Regions from separate parts of the Mus musculus genome. Here region 2 is linked to region 1. The links are chromatin contacts, called in public Micro-C maps. All regions are on one chromosome and are shown on one strand. The core of a region is the stretch at or near the end of the contact, and the rest is flanking DNA. Distances in the headings are between cores, read along the strand shown.

The links. A called contact is a pair of places that touch in the nucleus more often than the background predicts.
Region 2: a contact with region 1 is called in a Micro-C map of embryonic stem cells, with 6 times the contacts expected there. The contact joins two enhancer-like sites. A contact is called at or near these places in 2 of 39 promoter capture datasets (pre-B cells and stem cell-derived epiblast-like cells) and 1 of 484 Hi-C or Micro-C datasets (embryonic stem cells).

Annotation. Positions count from the first base shown.
Region 1 is chr14:99,352,041-99,356,788 of GRCm38.p6, forward strand. It overlaps the pseudogene Gm22984. Among named protein-coding and RNA genes, the nearest start is that of Klf5, 56 kb to the left of the region's middle. Within about 2 kb of position 2,646, at least 10 of the 459 cell types and tissues checked have an H3K27ac peak or open chromatin away from gene starts, as enhancers often do. A contact at or near this core is called in embryonic stem cells and stem cell-derived epiblast-like cells, where this site is marked.
Region 2 is chr14:100,109,248-100,113,995 of GRCm38.p6, forward strand. Klf12 (Kruppel-like factor 12) reads right to left here. Exons shown (of 7, transcript NM_010636.3): 2 at 524-613. Among named protein-coding and RNA genes, the nearest start is that of Klf12, 38 kb to the right of the region's middle. Within about 2 kb of position 2,659, at least 20 of the 459 cell types and tissues checked have an H3K27ac peak or open chromatin away from gene starts, as enhancers often do. A contact at or near this core is called in embryonic stem cells and stem cell-derived epiblast-like cells, where this site is marked.

The DNA of each region.
Region 1 (4,748 bases), core at 1,396-3,895:
ATTTTATTTTATTTTTCCTAACTCCAAAAATCCATTTAATATATTGTCCTCGGATAGAGGACGTGTCAGACATTAAACTGATAAGAACAGATACTATACTTGATCTTAGCCAAAAGGCCCAGAAGTGATTTATTTTATTTTTGAGTCAGGGTGTGTGTGTGTGTGTAGCTTTGGTTGTCCTAGAACCCATTCTGTACACCAGGGTGGCCTTAAATGGACAGAGATATGCCTGCCTCTGCCTCCCAAGTGCTGGAAATAAAGATGTGTTATCTACTGCCTGGTTTAATTATCTGTGTTTTTAAACCATAGAACATATTTGAAATGACATGGTTTAGTTACATAGAAATAAAAAGAGTTGCTAAAATGCTCCTGTGTGTGTAGGGTATCGTGAAAAGCTGTCTTCTGGGAGTAATTACCATTATACTCATGATCCACTGAGCCTGTGGCTCCTGGCACCAGATCTAGGGAGCACCAGCCAACATTCAAGAAGGCAGCATTAACTGGACTCAGTAGGATTCGTTAACTGGAGTCTCTCTCTCTCTCTCTCTCTCACACACACACACACACACACACACACACACACACACACACACACACACACAGAGAGAGAGAGAGAGAGAGAGAGAGAGAAAGAGAGAGAGAGAGAGAACATGGAACATTGAACCATGGATGTGAGCAGGGGGTTGGAGGGGCTTGAGAAGAGTTGGGTAGGGTAAGACAAGACTAGGATATATTCCATACATGTATGGAATTGCCAAAGAATACAGAAAAGATGGCTTAGAAGGGTAAACACATGGAATGTTCTCAAAATGCTTTTGTGTTTCTAGAGAAGGTGCAGAGGTGATTTAGCATGGGTCCTCTGGGTTTCAGTCGGCAGACATTTGCCAGGTTCCTGTTATTGAATCCGTCAATATCTTTTCATTGAGCCAAGGAGAGTCTTACTCTGATTCATGTGGCTTACAACACCCCCCACCCCGAGAGCTCCCCCCCCCCCAGCTTCTGAGGTGAATGACCAAATTACCAGAGACTTCAGCTGAGCGGATGGACAGTGCCCCACAACATGCCATCACAGCCAGGCTGGTCTGGTCCTGCCTTCCTCGTGCAGCACCTCAGTGTGTTCTTCATACATGTATGTACCTGGATGGCTGGCTGGGACTCCTGCAACGGCAGGCAGTCTGTTTCTATACCAAACAATCAGACCCTAACCATACCTACAAGTAAATGAGCAGGCTTTACTGTTGTGTTTAGAAATGCAAATGTATATGCATAGAACACTTAGTGAAAAAGGAGGCCATGCATTTGAAAAGAGAGCAAGGAGGGGTGTATGGGAGGGTTTCAAGAGAGAAACAATGTAACTGTAACTACATTACAATCTCAAAATTTAAAATTAATAATAATAATAATAGTAACAATAATAATAAATACAGCATGCTGTTTAGCCAGATGGTGACTGTAAAGTTACTTTAGGTAAACTCAGTTTGAATAGTTTTACATATATCCAAACAATTAATCAAGTCCAAAATGTTCCAAGAAACAGCAGACAAAACTATAATCTAGTAAACTATATAATCTAGTATAACTATAAACTAGATTATAGTTCTGTCTGCTATTAATCCCATAATGTGGGCTTTGGTCATTAAAATTACTCACTGCTGTGAGCACCCCCTTTTACCTGGTTAGGAAAAAATGCCGGTTGGTACAGATTTAGTTCCTGCTTTTTTAACTGCCACGTTTTTTTTTTTTCTCCATGCACTTAATTTCTCATGCAAAAGAGAACATGTTCTTCTTGTAAAATTCCACCTTACAAAGCAGTGTGTGACACACATGAATTTGTCTTCTTTTGAAATGTCACATCAGACATTCTCAGCCCTTTTGTTCTTGATAAATACAAATAATTTCACCCATTTTAAATTTTATGAGGGAACGAATCACACATCGTGTTCTGTAATTTGATCGTCTTGCCTGGTTCTTTTTCTCATCAGTGCTGAGAAGTTTTTTTTATTTATTTTTATTTTTATGGGCTTAGGGGTTGACCCCGGAGTCTTGTCCATCTATGCTGGGTCAGTGCTATACCTCCAAAACCTGCAAAAGAGAGCATTCAGGAGCACTGTGCTAAACCTTTTGGTTTAAATCATTCTTCTCTCCTGAGTTTCGGTCTACTTCCCCAAATTACCATCACAATGAACCTCTTGGCCCAGTTTCAGTAAGTGCTTCCATTTCCCCTACTGAAGAGCCTCAGGCTTCTCCAGGTCTTGTGTATTAACTGCAAATGTCAGCAGGTGCCAGGTTGAGGTCTTCTCCTTCTTCTTCAAGGATTTATTTATTTTATATATGTGAGTACACTGTCACTGTCTTCAGACATACCAGAAGAGGGCATCAGATGTCATTACAGATGGTTGTGAACCACCATGTGGTTGCTGGGAATTGAACTCAGGACCTCTGGAAAAGCAGAGGGTGCTCTTAACCACTGAGCCATATCTCCAGTCCCCAGTCCCGAGGTTTTCTTCTCGACTCTTCTCCCATTTGCAGAAAGTCCTGGAGTTGAACTGCAAAACTTTCTCCATTGAGATTCCCTATGGATTAGGGGGCAGGACAAGGTGATGACCGCAAGAAACTTGGACACCTGCCAGCTCACTAGCTCTCATCCTCAGAAGCAATACCTACGCTCTGTACTCTCCTATAGCTATGGCCTCTCATTCCTCTTGGCACAATAATCTAGCTTTGCCAAAGAGCAACAGCAGCCCAATGTTCACTTCCCATTCATTTTCCTACCCCTGCGTGTGGGCTGGGCCCCACCATAGCTACAACTTGAAAACAGCTTCTTCAAGCCTTGAGGTGGTCACCTTTGGGGTGGATCTATCACGCCCTTCTTTCGTCATCTGCCTTCCAGGAACCTATCAAGACACCTCATCTATTTCTGTTCCATCTTCGCCCACCCTCAGGTATCAGCAGCTCTTCTCTACCAGTAAGCTCTGCGTGGGAAGAATCAAAACACAGCCCAATCAGTTCCAGCTTTGAGACTTTGGGATGGCTCTAAGTCCTCCTATTTCTGCCATTTTCCTGGCTTGCTTTCCTCTTGTGTGGGCTTCCTTCTCAGGCTGCAGTAAGGGAAGGCTGGAGTTATAGATTATTCAGACGCCATTAGAACGAAGATAAAATTTTATTTCTAAGAGTTACTTGGAAAAGATGGTTAAGGGTTTAACCTGGCTTCCTGCAATACTGCGTTTCCCTTTCTTTTTTGACATGAAACGTCACTGTACATCCTTGGCTGTCCTTGAACTTGAAAAGATTTACAGGAGACTGAGTGCTAAGATTGCTAAATTCAAGTGCCAGGAAACCTTGGCTTCCTCTTTGAAGTCACTGGTTTGAAGATAGGGTTATGGGAACAAACCAGTGCTTCTGGGATTTTTTGTTTTGTTTTGTTTGTTTGTTTACTTTTTTTTTTTAAATTCTGTTTTGAGACTGAGTCTCACACAGCAACCCTGGCCTGAATTTGCATCATAAACCTGCCTACCAGCCTGGGTCTCCTTGGTGCTCACGCTATGCCACCACACCCAGCTTTTATAAATTGCTTGTCTTTAAATATTTTAATTTCAGGGTTACTCCTTTAATCACAGCCCTCCCTCGGGAGGCAAGGTAGGCAGATCTCTGAGTTCAAGGCCAGCTAGGTCTACAAAGTTCCTTGACAGTCAGGACTAAACACAATAACTCTTATCCCAGCACTTGGGAGGTAGGAGGTTGAGGAGCTCTGTGAGCCTGGTACCACCCAGGTCTATAGAGTGAGTTCCAGCAGCCAGGGCCACATAGAAAGACAACCAACCAACCAACCAAAACCCCACCCAAACTCAAAACTTTTAATTTATGCCTAGCTCTGTATGACTCTGGAACATTGTTCTACACCTAGGAAATGCGTGTACGGCAAACAGTAAGGACAAAATAGTGAGTCAATTAAAAGTCACACAGCCAATTATTTTATAGAAAACTTATTTTTAAAAAACTTTATGACTGCCCCTCATCAAAGAAATTTCTCCTTGCAACCTAGGCCATTACAGAAAACCACAACTTAATCAAAATGAAGATCTGTGGCGCCCAGGCTCAGCTGATACAACAACACAACTTCTACCTCTGTGGCTCAGGGATCACCGTCATCATGGAAGAAGAGGAGGAAAGATCGAAGAGCTAGAGAGACTGCAAGTGTGCTGTGAGATTGGGTCTCCTAGAAATGTCAGAGAAGAGCCGGGCGTGGTGGCTCACGCCTTTAATCCCAGCATCTGGGAGGCAGAGGCAGGTGGATTTCTGAGTTCGAGGCCAGCCTGGTTTACAGAGTGAGTTCCAGGACAGCCAGGGCTACACAGAGAAACCCTGTCTTGAAAAACCAAAAAAAAAAAAAAAAAAAGAAAAAGAAGAAAGAAATGTCAGAGAAGCAGCAACAAGGAAACTTCAGTAATCTGGCTGCCTAACAAAATCCAAACAATTACAACAGAGATGCTGATGTGGAAGGGGAAGTCTCTCTAGGCCTCAACCCCAGACAGAGTTACTGCCAGGAAAAAAACACTGAGAGTGGGAGAAATAGTTTCCCTAGGGAAGAACACACCAACTGGCAATCTAAAACTAAGTGGTCAGCTATCAAATTATCATATACATACAGGTAACACTATATAGATTGTATTTTGTGTGTGTGTGTTAATAAGAATTAAAGAAAAAGAAGCCAGGAATTTGAAAGAGATTAAGGTGGGAGGTACACAGCA
Region 2 (4,748 bases), core at 1,409-3,908, 760 kb after region 1:
TCTGTGTTCCTAGGTACCCTGTATCCATAAATTAATTTATGAATTTAGCTATGCTTTTGGGTACTTTTCACATTAACTGTCCCGATTTTCTCAACCATCTAGAATTGGAACAGTTTTAAATATCAGGGAGAAGCACTAGATACAATACAACCAAGAAATCCATTTAACCAACAGTTAGCACTCCCATGCCTATTCTCTGCCATTTCCTAACTTAGAATTTTACACTGAGGAGTTACACTCCCATCTTACATTCAATACTTTCTCTTTACTCTGGATTTGGTAGCTTTGCATGCAGCAATTTTCACTCAGCCACAAGGGTCTGTCTCCTCAGGTGCATCATGAAGTCCTAAGTTTCAGAACACCTCAAAGGGGATGCTGGTGTCTAAGGCTGCAAGTGGATGAGAGTCAACCACAGACAGGCTCAGGTGATTCCTTAGGCAGGGGACAAAAGAGACAGGGCAACTCTGCAAGTGAATGGGCCAGTCATGAGAGGGAGGGGGCCTCTGCGGAGGTCTCTGCTTACCCCTTGTTCAGATTCCACAAGCTCGGTTTTGACTCTGACTGCCGGCATTCCATCAAGCATTAGCATTCTGTTCTCAAGGGCGCTGAGATTCTGAGGATAGAAGAAAGAGTGAGATTCAGTTCCGAAGCAGCGCCAGAAGAGGCCATCCCTGGGAGTCTTCCTTCATTGCCAACCCTCAAGTGTTGCTGACCTAATTCTTCAAGAATGGAGCCTAATTAAATGAGGATATCAGCATGACCAATTATCCTCCTATGTGAACTTTCATTTGAAATAATGACTAGGAAGTTGACTAAATCAATGTGACTCTCTGACCCCTGGGTTGGAGGTCAGGCCATAATAAACTGCGGTGTGGAAGCATTACATTAATTTATATGGGGCTGGAAAATTTATCACACCTTCTCAATAGTGGGAGGAAATACACGGCAAGGTTCTTTCTCTTATCCTTAGTTCTGCCAGCTGTCTTGTGTACAGAGCCATAAATGAAAAGTCAGATTAGAGAAAAACCAGAAAACAAACAAACAAACAAAAACTTATATTGTCTAAGCCTGAATAATCTCAAGACAAAATAATATAATCCTAGATTTGTTGAAATTTTATACTATGCCAATTATGAGCAAATGAAAATTCCTACATATTAGCTCCCAAGAAACTATTTTAAAAGAACCAACGTGGGTTTTAATTTCAAAGGGAACAGGTAAGTGACATCAATAAGGAACAGGACGTTATTCTTACACATTTTTTGGCTCAGGTTATTGCCTCTAAAGAAAAGCTACATTGAACCTGTGGCTCAAAAGAGTTCATGAGCTGAGGAGAAGATGAAATCCAGTTTATGTTTCACCAATTCTCTCTGCTTTAGGTACTTTCTGGATCAGACATCTACACAGGCAATCAGAAAGACACACAAGCGGGACCCAAATTGACTTGTAAAACACATCCCAAATATGCCAACTTCAACTCGAGAAGCTGAATCAACTCATGGAGTTGACATGACTGATCCTGAGGTTTCAGGGAAGTCTCTGTGCTCAGTGGCCTTAGAGAGGTGACAGGACACTGAAGAGATCTTACTAAGTGGGTATGCATATGTGTGTGTTTGTGTCTGTGTGTGTGATAAAAGAATTATACATATACATGTATAAATTTGTATTATATACATACAAATATATATTCCCAAATGTGCATATAACTTGTTTCTTGTGGGTTAATCTTATCAACTTATTAAAAATACATCTCAACATTTGTTAATTGGTGAGTACACCAAATCTGTGTATATGCATATATATGTCTATGCATATATATTTGTATGTATAATGTATATGTATATGCTTATATATGTGTGTGTATATATATTATATATATTATATATATTATATATACTATATCTATATCTATCTATCTATCTATCTATCTATGCAGTTCCTAAATACTTGCCTACAGGGTGATAAAAGGTAGTATTATTTCCGGAGTTTGATGTTTTTCACTTTTCAGGCAGCTGGTTTTCGTGAAAAAGTTAAATAAGTACGCCATTCCAACAAATCACAGGGGAGATTTTATTACCAAATTCTACCAACAGGGCACACGCAGAACCAGTGAAGGGCTCCCTAATGAGAATATTCTAAGAAGTACAACTTCGAAAGCCTCTCCTGGCAAATAGTTTCTTTGAGAAAACCAACAAGAAGAAAATGGCAAGCTGCCCTAGCTCTCCTTAGTCACAAGGAACATTCAAAAAGATCACATCTCCTGGCTTACTAAGACTTCCTGTCAGGTTTTCCCGGAAGTACACAGCGTTGACCATATTTTGCCAGTATTTCACATTCTAACAGATGCAGGCAAAAGCAGGTACAATATTGCTAGATATCGCTGGTGTACCCAGTTAACGTCTTCCAAACTTAGAATCCTTTCTTCAAGGCGGGGGTGGGATGGGTGGGTATCCGTTACACATGAAGTTCTCAGATTAGAACTTGTAGCTTGTTGCCTCCAGTTTGCAGCATTACCAGCTACTCTGGGGGGGGGGATGTGTGGCTCTACAGCCCTCCACCACTCAGCTAGCTTCTTTCAGCAGCTCTGGGAATCTCCCCCCACAAAGCCTCCCAAGGTCGTTTCCTTAGTAGTCAGTGAAGGATGAGTTTCCTACCCTGGAGCAGCCTTACCCAGCTGAGAAGGGGAAAAGATACCTTATAAGGGAAGGCTGGGCCAAGCTGTACATTAGTGTGGGGGTGGGGGTGGGGAGGGGAAGGACTGGCTGGAAAGGAAGGCTTAATGAACTGTTAGAGTCTGATTAGAGGCTAATGTCCCTTTTAGTGTTCTGGACCAATTTACAGCTGGTGTACTCTAACCACTGTCTCCACTTGCTGTGATAAACTTAGCAGTTTAAAAACTGCAAGCTAGCCAGGGCTTTGAAGTGAAAATCTGAAATCCTAACTGGGTCTATTTAGCCAGGGTCCATAAGTTTGTGTGTGTGTGCACATATGTTTTAATAAAGTCCAATTTTCCTTGGGAATAACCCCATTTCTATGCTTTTTCAGAAACATGCCCAGCCACAACCATAACCAACAACATAGACAGCAATGTTCCCAGCTGGGAAACACAGCCCCCATAGCCGAGTTCTTTCGGTCAGTAAAATGATTGATAATTAGTGCAGACAACATTGCCACATTCACAAATGAATCATATTAATCTCTACCCCTAGGATTCTAACCCCACTTAAAAGACTTAAGGAGCACTGAGAGCCCCAACACTCTGAACCATCACCAGGAAGGCGCTGGGGGGAAGTGATACAGCATCCAGTAGTCAGACAGAGTGAAGACACTTCTAACGTACTGGTAGCTACATCTTAACAAACAAGTCCAGACACATAGGATGTCAGATGACTGCAGAATTTAAGTATACAGTGGGTTCTGACAGTTTGAAGTTGCTGTCAAACATATCTTGCTACGATCTCAATGAAAACATATTGGCTATGGAATCAATGGGTCCGGTGAACCCCAAGAGGTAAACACAATGATATCACCATCAATCTTGTCCTGGAGCTATTTGTATACTTATGTTGGATCAATATTTTGATGGTATATGTCCCTCAGATTTATAATTTATACTATATATATATATATGTATAAAACTATATACTTATATACAGCATGTATACCTTGTTTCTTATGAGTGGATTTTATCAAAAGTACCACAAAATTTATAATAATAATTACTTGATTATTATACAAATCCATGTAAAGTTAATGAGAATGTCGCTTTGGATATATCTACCTTCCAAGTAAGCCTTGTGCCACAGTACTCCCACAGATGGCAGTTTTCTTGGTCAAACGTCATAGGAGCACAGGGGTGACTGATTCAAGCACCGCAACATACTCAGAACTGATGTGCAGCAAGAAGGTCTGAACTGCAGTGACAGTGACTCGGGCATCCATGGAATGGACATGACCCCTAGGTCAGCTTCTACAAATTGTTCTACCCTACAGCGCAGGACTTTTCTTCTCCCTCCTCCAGACTGTGAGACAACTGGAATAGCGAAGGCCTGGAGAGTCATTGCCCAACTGTTTAATCTCTATATTTAATTGCTAACCAGAAAGTTCCTAATGGTGTTTGTTTTGTTCTCTGATGGTCCAGGATATAGTTGCTTAAATATAAGTATCTTCTTCATAATATATACGGCTATGGGTGAAGAGACCTCAGTTGTAGCTGTCTCATTTTGAAAGTGATGTCAGAGATGGACAAACAGTTCAGAATGCAGAATGCACTGCACTAAATGTTGCCATAACTTTATAGCAGATTCGTACAGGTTTCCCAGGCAAACACGCTCAATGCACAGAGTACCGCCCACACGGTGGGTGTGCTAACCAGCAGGAGAAGCAACAGAATCAGATTACAGGCAACTTGAGCTTCTACATAAAAGAATACCTCGGAGGAGGTGACCTCCCATTGTGTCATTTCTACCACACTACCAAACATTAAAAAATAAAGTGACAGCAGTATTTGCTTTGTCAACCCCACCATAGATGTGGTGATTAAACTACTAGGTAGATAACAATTCCAAAACCTGTGCAGAAACTCCAGCGAAACTACTAGGTCCTCCCTCTCATTCTGAGTAAAGTTCGCACACACGTACTGGGTTAGAATAGTGCATGTGCCTAAGTTACCATTTCAATTTCCTCATCCTTCTGTTAACAACTAAAATGCCCACCATTTGCGTATTTCCTATGGACCTTGCTAAGCG